3 separate regions of the Mus musculus genome follow, and all the other regions are linked to region 1. The links are chromatin contacts, called in public HiChIP or PLAC-seq maps. All regions are on one chromosome and are shown on one strand. Each heading gives the region's core, a stretch centred on a gene start, on an enhancer-like site or on the middle of the called end of the contact. The rest is flanking DNA. Distances are from core to core; before and after follow the strand shown.

Region 1 (2,575 bases), core at 50-2,549:
ATCTAGGGACAGAAAGTAACAAGCGCCACCCCCCACCCACCCCCTTCACCCTCCACCCCACCCAGCATCCTTAGGTGACAGCAGCACTCTGCCCTGACTTAGAAATGACAAAGAAGTGCTACCAGGTCCTAGAAAGGAAACTTGTGAATCCTTATAGGAGTGAGAAGTAATTCCACCCACGGGGGCTGGCGTTTCTAATACCAATGGGGTGGGGTGGGGGTTGGTTTAAAAAAAAAAACAAACAAACTTGCCAACATGTCTTAATGTATCATTTATTTAACACATAAATGCGATTCAACAACAGCAGCAGCAGCAGCAGAATTCTGATCTGGATGTTAGAAGTTCTGGCTGAAGGAGACTGCAAGCCCTGGTGTGAAGCCTTGCCCCTGTGTTGCTGCAAGGGCAGGCGCAGTGGCTGCAATGGTGCGTGCTCTGAGGTTACTTCAGTTTGGTTTGGTTTGGCTTGTTTTGTTGTTGTTGCCTTGTTTTTCCTTCACGTGCTGGTGATTAAACCTCAAGACAAATGCTCTTCCACTAGGCTACGTCCCAGTGCCAACCCCTTCAGTTTCTAAACCTCCCACTTTGAGTACAGCTAAGCAAAGAAATCGTCTCCTTTGTGGTAAGAAAAACAAAACTAGGTTTTTCCTCCGCACCGTTTAAGTTCACTTTAAGTGAACTTTCAGTGGGAGAACGCGGTGAGCCATGTTTAAGGTTTGAGTGTAAACTATCCCTACAACACTTGCTCTCCAAATGGTGCTGCTGCTTTGCAAAGCCAGCAACCATTCAGGGGGTGGAGCCTCGCTGGAGGAAGTAGGGCTCTGGGCAATGGGTCCACTTCCTGATCCACTGAAATGTGAGCAAGCTGCCACCAGAGCAGCACATCACTGCCATCGTCACACCCCACCCCCACCAAGATGGACTGTTTCCCCTTCAACTGAGAGCCACCCCCCTCCCAGCAGCTGGTTTCAGCTAGGCGGGGTTTTTTTTTTTTTTTTTTTTTTTTAAATCAAAGCAATGATAGAACTGACAGAGTCACCCAGCAGAGGGACTGAGCCAGGGTGACCCACTGCACACATGCTGCGTCCCTCATCCACTGCTGGGTGGCACAAGCCCAGGCATCACAAAGTCAGCCCCTGCAGAGAGCATTTCTGGCTGCTGGTCTTATCTATGTGATGTTTTCTAATTATTTGATACTGGCTTAGCAGCCAGGAAACTTATGAGTCATCTCCACTGTTCTCCCGTGTTGTTCTCAACTTAGTTACCCAGTCCCTGAGGTAAACAGAATGGGCCTGCTGGAAGACTTAGAAGCAGTTAGCCCCTCCCTGAGTCATCTTAACAACTACTTCCCTGTCCCACCACTGCAAACCTACCAGACGGCTTGGCTCCACAGGCAGCCCAGGTCTGAGCATAGACCCTCTGACAGATCACCACATGGCATGCCAAGCCCTGCATGGTCAACCCCACTGCTCCTGCCCTAAGGCCTGAGGTACACCTCTCGGGCATCAGCAGAGTATTTCATTAAGTACAAGGCTGTAAGCTAACAGTGGAAGGAACAACTTGGATCTGTGACAAGCCTGCCAATCAGGATGCTTCTCGAGGTTGTATACAAGAATAGGGTTGACATAAACCATTAAACCAAGACAGATGGGGAAAGCTGAGCACTCTAACCTGGCTGCTCCAGTATGAAAACCACCGAGCCATAGCTCCAAGTGAACCTAGGTTATGAAACACTAAGGTATCGGCTATACACATGGACAAACAATAACCAAATAACCAGAACAGGATAAAGGGTCATCCAAAGTTGTACTCTCAAAAGCAACCCTGACTTTCTGAACAGTTAAATTATTAAAAAAAAAATTATACTAGAATAAACAAAGTAAGGTTTACAAAATTATCCTATAACTACTTGTATACAAAAACCAGATTATTACAAATCACTTTTTAAGTCAGTAAAGATAGGTACTGGGTGATCATTGGTTTATTAAGCTGTATAAACTTGAAAAAAAAAATCTCCTGAAAGTAGTAAACTATGAACTCTTATAACTCAATATGGATTCACCACACACTGAGTTCTGCATGTACTTAAAGTCTCCCCCTCACTGCTGTCTTCCTGGCTATTTCATCCCTCCACTATAAGCAGACACTATAAAACAATACAAAGATGACAATACTCAAAACCCCCCCTCCCCCCGCCACTTTGCGGCATCACACTGAGCACACGGTGATGAGCGTCACTCTGCAGGAGATGGGGCTGAGGCCCAGGGGAAGACTTCCCTGGTTTACTTGGTAGGAACATTTCCTCCTAAACCACTTCATGCCATCAACATGATATCACCAAGACACAGTAAGAAAGCAGGTGACAGTGACATGTTCAATCCGTTTTTAAATTCACTGACAGATTTGTAAAGCAGAAAGATGACCAGGTGCCCTGGGTGCCAACCCACACCTGAAACACACAGATGTCTACTGAGACTGCTGGGAGTTCTGGATTCCCATTCCTAAGCTACCACCTTACACGAGGTCCCAGCGACCAGGGTTCCAGAGAGGGTGCATAAAGCCGCCAGATGTTATTTCC
Region 2 (2,575 bases), core at 53-2,552, 310 kb after region 1:
ACAGACTAGCCTCTCAAGAGTCCAGCGAGGACTGTCACCTCTGAGTAAGAGCTCTGATGGGCAGTTCTTTAATCTACTAGTGATGCTGATCTGAAATCTAGCCCCTGCTCATGGTAATCAAACAGGGTGGGGGACAGAGTCAGTTGTTTGCCTAGCATGTGTGAAGCCTTGAGTTCCATCCCCTGCACTGAACAAACCTCATGTGGTGGTATGTATGTCATATAGGCAGGAGAATTAGATCAGTCATCTTCAGCCACATAGAGAGTTCAAAGCCAGCCTCCGGTGCCTACGATCCTGACAGGAAAGAAGGAAGGAAGGAAGGAAGGAAGGAAGGAAGGAAGGAAGGAAGGGAGGGAGGGAGGGAGGGAGGGGGGAAGGAAAAAAGAAAGAAAGAAAGAAAGAAAGAAAGAAAGAAAGAAAGAAAGAAAGAAAGAGAAAGAAAGAAAGAAAGAAAGAAAGAAAGAAAGAAAGAGGAAGGAAGGAAGAAGGGAGGGAGGGAGGGAGGGAGGGAGGGAGGGAGGGAGGAAAGACAAGAAAGGAAGACAGAGAAAGGAAGAGAGAGAAGAGAAGACAAGCAAGGGAATTGAACTGTGCAAACTCTTTGTCCTACTGTATCTCCATACAGATGATATCATAATTGTCATAATATTTTCTGAGATGAAGAAATTGGTAATATGAACATAGCATTTAGGTTATTAGGAGCTAGGTCTCATTACAAGCATCATGCTTTGGTGGCATATCTATGGTATTAGCACTGTATAGAAAGGCTAGTAATGTTTACTTTTCAACCCACCCAGATTTCCATCCTTGCTGTTTGTTTGTTTCCACAACAGAAAAGAAAAACCACAACAAAAGAGCATTTGAGTAACTTCCATATGACAAAGCATTCACATTTTTTTCTCACTGTCTATACAAAACAAACTGACAAAGCTGGGGCCAAGCAAGGCCACCTTATCTAACAAGAGAGCTCACGGAAACGGGTGTGTTACTAACAGTGGAAAGCACGAAGGGGTAAGCCAACTGGAGAGTCTCAGGCGGACATTAAGAACTAGCCATGCTTAGCCTGTCATTTCATGGACTGAATCCATTGTTAAACTCCCAAGAAAAAGCATCCAATGGCCGCCAGTTCTGGCCTTCCAGGGTCAGCTGTTAGCACCTCTCTGCTCTCTCCTTGTTTAGCACGGGGTGCCGCTCTGCTGCTATTTATAGACAGGTGGCAGGAACCTAACCTCCCAGTTATAGTCGCTCTCAACCATCCTCTGCCAGCACAGCCATTGTCACGTTCTGCTTCCTCTGAATGGAGCAGGTGTGACTCACCGTGCCCATTGAAACAGCAGCCCTGGGAAGGAGTGATCGATACGTGCTCGGAAAGGCTGGCCCAAAGTTAAATTTTTGTAATTGTCCTAATTCAAATATTTACTTAAAGTCTGTTTTTATATTATGTGCAGTTCAAGGGGAATGACATTGTCAGCTGTGCATTTCCTGGAACTGACTGACTGCCACAAGGCCACAGATAAAGTTTGTTTATAGAAAAACAAAATATGAAATAGAAATAACACTGTCCTGGTTGTGGGTTTGTGCTCCCACACACACTGGAGGGAGGGAGGAAGACACCCTACAACCTTTCCTCTACTGACAAAAGGCAAAGATGCTTTCACCCCATCTAGTGACGGAGAGCCACCATCCTGAGACAGTGTATCAGCTGCCTTCCCCATTGCTGTGCCCTGAAACTTGACAAGAACTATCATTAGCAAAGAAGGGTGTATCTTGCCTGCCGGTTTAAGGGGATACAGAACATCACAGCAGGGGACATGTGGTGACGGGGGGGGGGGGGGGGTGTCTTGTCACACTGTATTTACAGCCAGGATGTGGGGTGACGGATGCTGCTCTTTAGCCGACTGTCACCTCTTAATTAAATCGTGGGACCCCTAACCCTACGCAGTGGCATCACCCACATTTAGGATGTTAACTTAATTCAGTATAGAAACTCCCGGTTTTCCTCAGATAATTGTCTGCTAGGAACTCCAGACGCTCCCAAGTTGACAATAGTAAGTGTCATAGAAAGTCTAGGACAAAAGCAGATTTTCAATTTACCTTTAAGCTTTAACGACCCAGAGTTGTGGTGGCCGAGGTGGGAGAGTTGCCATGAATCCTGGGCTACAGTGTCTCAAAGAAGGAGGCAGACAAATGGATTCAACTCTTCCGTGTAAGTGAGTCCTCAGCCTGGTTACCTGGTTCTGTGAGCTTGGATAAATTCAGGCTGGCTTGGCACAGCGCGGAGGCTCGAGGCCTACAAGTTGCTTGTGTGTAACTACTTGATAAGTGAAAACCTTCCTGGATATACGGAACAAAACCACATGCAGCTTATAGCTGCTCTCCATGTTATTACTTCCTATTTTCATTATTTATCAGTTATTGTTTTTCTGATAATGTTAAGTAGGCAACATGCTCATAGCACTCCTAGAGTTTGGCTTTTCTTTCATTGTATTGTTTTGTTAGTGGTATTGGATATTGAAGCCTTAGGCAGGGCCTTATGCATGCTAACCACACAGACTTCTGTTGTAGTACACCCCTA
Region 3 (2,575 bases), core at 40-2,539, 290 kb after region 1:
AGCCTTCCTTTCAGGTCCTGTTTCCCTTGCTGCCAATCTATGCTGCAGGAGGACATCATCTGCCAACCTGAGCTAAAATGAAATCAATTCAGTCACGTTTTATTTCCTATCTGATGCAAAGTGCCAGTTCAGGTTAGGAAAACCAAAATGAGTGGAACCAGTCCCTTCTCTAGGACTTGCTACTCAGAATATCATCTCTGGTTGGTTAGCATCGTACAAGGTTAGGAGTCTCTCAGAAAGGTTGCCTTTCACCTTGTCCAGACCTTCTCAATCAATCCATGGCAGCCGGAGCTGACCTCCCATCTTCAGCCTTTGCTATGGAAAACAGGCCTAAGGTCAGATGCTGTGCTCTTTCTGTAGCTTGGAAAAAGCCAGCTCAGCACTATTAGAAACAGGATCGCTCGGACCTTTCATCTTTTCCCAGTCTGTGAGGGCTGGGAAGGAGACCTCAGAGTTGAGATGTGAACTGCATTGAGACTGGAGGTGTAGTTCAGTGGGTAAAGGGTTTGCCTATGCACTCCATAGCGCGTGCACACACACACACACACACATGCACACATGCACACATGCACTCACGCACATGTGGGAACATGAAGTATTCATGGGCACATGGAATATTGAAAGCAGCAGCACCTATACTTCATTACTACAACATGATTAAATTCATGAGTATGGACACGACACCAAACAATATTCATGAACTTAGAGAAACTATTTGGAGTAAGAACTCAATGAAAAAAATATTATACATTTTAAACATAGTTTACAGAATTGAGTAAGGTGGTATACACCTGTAATCCTAGTACTTGGGAGGTAGAGAAAGGAAAATTAGAAATTTGAGGTTGTGATCAGCTATATACTAAGTTCAAGGACAAGCTGAGATCCATGAGACCCAGGCTTGAGATCCATGACACACACACACACACACACACACACACACACACACACACACACACACACACACACAGTGTCAAATCTACTGAACCATCCCTGCAGACATTTTGTATTTACCAAGTGTCTCTGGGTCCACTCTCTGTGAGCCAGCAGCACAAGTGATCCAGCTGTGACAGCCTGTGAAAAGAAAATTGGAAAAAAAAAATAACATCCACAATCGAAGGGACCTCTGCTAAGAGTTCTATCTGTCTCACAGCTTGACAGCTTTATCACAAGCTGGAAGGCAGGGCAAAGGGGGAAATGGATTTACGGCTCTGGTCCCCTCTTCATCTGTGAAAGGAGCTGTGTTGACAGGGAGGAAAAGCAGCCATTAGAGTCATCAGGACATGAGTCACACCAACTTATTTTCCATTCTCTCTGTTGACTTTGCCGTCACTGGCACCACCTCCGCTCCTGTTAGGTCACGACAGTTAAATCTTGGCTTCATAGATCTCGCCCTAGGCTTTGCGTGCTGGTTTGAATGAGAAATGGCCGTGTAGGCTCAAGCATCTGAACACTTGGTTCCAAGTTGGTGGTGATGCTTGGGAAGAGCATGGAATCTTTAGGACCTGGAGCCTTGAGGAGGTTGTATGTTAAAGTGGAGGATAGGCTCTGCTGTGTTGTAGTCTTCCCCACTTCCTGCTTGCTCCCTCTGCTTGCTGCTTCCTGTGTGAAGGTAGAAATATAAAGAACCATCTGCCTCCTTTCCTGCCATCATAGACTTGAACCTTCTGGAGCCATAGCCAGAAAAAAACTCTTGTTTGTTTGTTTTTTGTTTTTTTGTTTTTTGTTTTTCCGAGACAGGGTTTCTCTGTGTAGCCCTGGCTGTCCTGGAACTCACTCTGTAGACCAGGCTGGCCTCGAACTCAGAAACCCGCCTGCCTCTGCCTCCCAAGTGCTGGGATCAAGGGCATGCGCCACCACTGCCCGGCAGAAAAAAACTCTTAAGTTGCTTTTGGTTATGCTATATTTTTTTTTATCACAGCAACAGAAAAGTGTGAGTGTGAGTGTGTGTGTGTGTGTGTGTGTGTGTGTGTGTGTGTGTGTGTGTGGTATGCGTGTTTACATACACCAAAGCATGAATTTTGAAGTCCAGATAAAAAATCAGGGATGAACATAAAATTATATCTATATCCTATCTACATCTATCTATATAATTTTATGTATCTTTAATCTCTCTCTCTCTCTCTCTCTCTCTCTCTCTCTCTCTCTCTCTCTCTGTGTGTGTGTGTGTGTGTGTGTGTGTGTGTGTGTGTGTGTGTGTGTGTGTGGTGTAGGTCAGATAAATTGATAGCATTGGCTGTTTCTTACCATGTGGGGCCTTGGGGACTGAATTCAGACTCAGGCTTAGCTACAAACATCTTTGCTCACTGAGACATGTTTACATCTTTCCAACAAATTTATAAAGCTGCAAACAGGACAAACTGGAATGGAGATCTGTCCTCAAGCCCAGAAATCATTCCTAGCCATGGTCTGATCTTTTGCAGCTTGCTTTTTTTTTTAATTGTTCTGCCTTTAACTACCAATGGGGTGCAGACACACGACCTCAGTTTCCTAAATAATAAAGACAGTCATTAGAATGGCAAGGCATTTAGAGCTCTGGGTGCAGTGCCATCCTCTTGTATGAAGGCATTTTCTCTAT

The links. HiChIP or PLAC-seq counts read pairs in DNA pulled down with a chosen protein or histone mark.
Region 2: an HNF4G HiChIP or PLAC-seq map of pancreatic cancer cells shows a contact between it and region 1. The contact joins two enhancer-like sites. A contact is called at or near these places in 4 of 39 promoter capture datasets (the 3T3-L1 cell line, embryonic stem cells and liver), 1 of 484 Hi-C or Micro-C datasets (liver), 1 of 115 datasets of contacts at active chromatin or transcription factors (pancreatic cancer cells) and 3 of 9 other capture datasets (adipose tissue, embryonic stem cells and liver).
Region 3: a contact with region 1 is called in a FOXA1 HiChIP or PLAC-seq map of pancreatic cancer cells. The contact joins two enhancer-like sites. A contact is called at or near these places in 4 of 39 promoter capture datasets (the 3T3-L1 cell line, embryonic stem cells and liver), 1 of 15 datasets of contacts at CTCF or cohesin (the NIH/3T3 cell line), 1 of 484 Hi-C or Micro-C datasets (nephron progenitors), 1 of 115 datasets of contacts at active chromatin or transcription factors (pancreatic cancer cells) and 3 of 9 other capture datasets (adipose tissue, embryonic stem cells and liver).

Annotation. Positions count from the first base shown.
Region 1 is chr3:27,597,797-27,600,371 of GRCm38.p6, forward strand. The region is part of intron 3 of Fndc3b (fibronectin type III domain containing 3B); the gene reads right to left. Among named protein-coding and RNA genes, the nearest start is that of Mir3092, 14 kb to the left of the region's middle. Within about 2 kb of position 1,300, at least 64 of the 459 cell types and tissues checked have an H3K27ac peak or open chromatin away from gene starts, as enhancers often do. A contact at or near this core is called in pancreatic cancer cells, where this site is marked.
Region 2 is chr3:27,903,874-27,906,448 of GRCm38.p6, forward strand. No RefSeq gene overlaps it. Among named protein-coding and RNA genes, the nearest start is that of Gm42195, 4.9 kb to the left of the region's middle. Within about 2 kb of position 1,303, at least 30 of the 459 cell types and tissues checked have an H3K27ac peak or open chromatin away from gene starts, as enhancers often do. A contact at or near this core is called in pancreatic cancer cells, where this site is marked.
Region 3 is chr3:27,885,437-27,888,011 of GRCm38.p6, forward strand. It overlaps Tmem212 (transmembrane protein 212), which reads right to left. Exons shown (of 4, transcript NM_001164437.1): 2 at 1,012-1,071. Among named protein-coding and RNA genes, the nearest start is that of Tmem212, 9.6 kb to the right of the region's middle. Within about 2 kb of position 1,290, at least 64 of the 459 cell types and tissues checked have an H3K27ac peak or open chromatin away from gene starts, as enhancers often do. A contact at or near this core is called in pancreatic cancer cells, where this site is marked.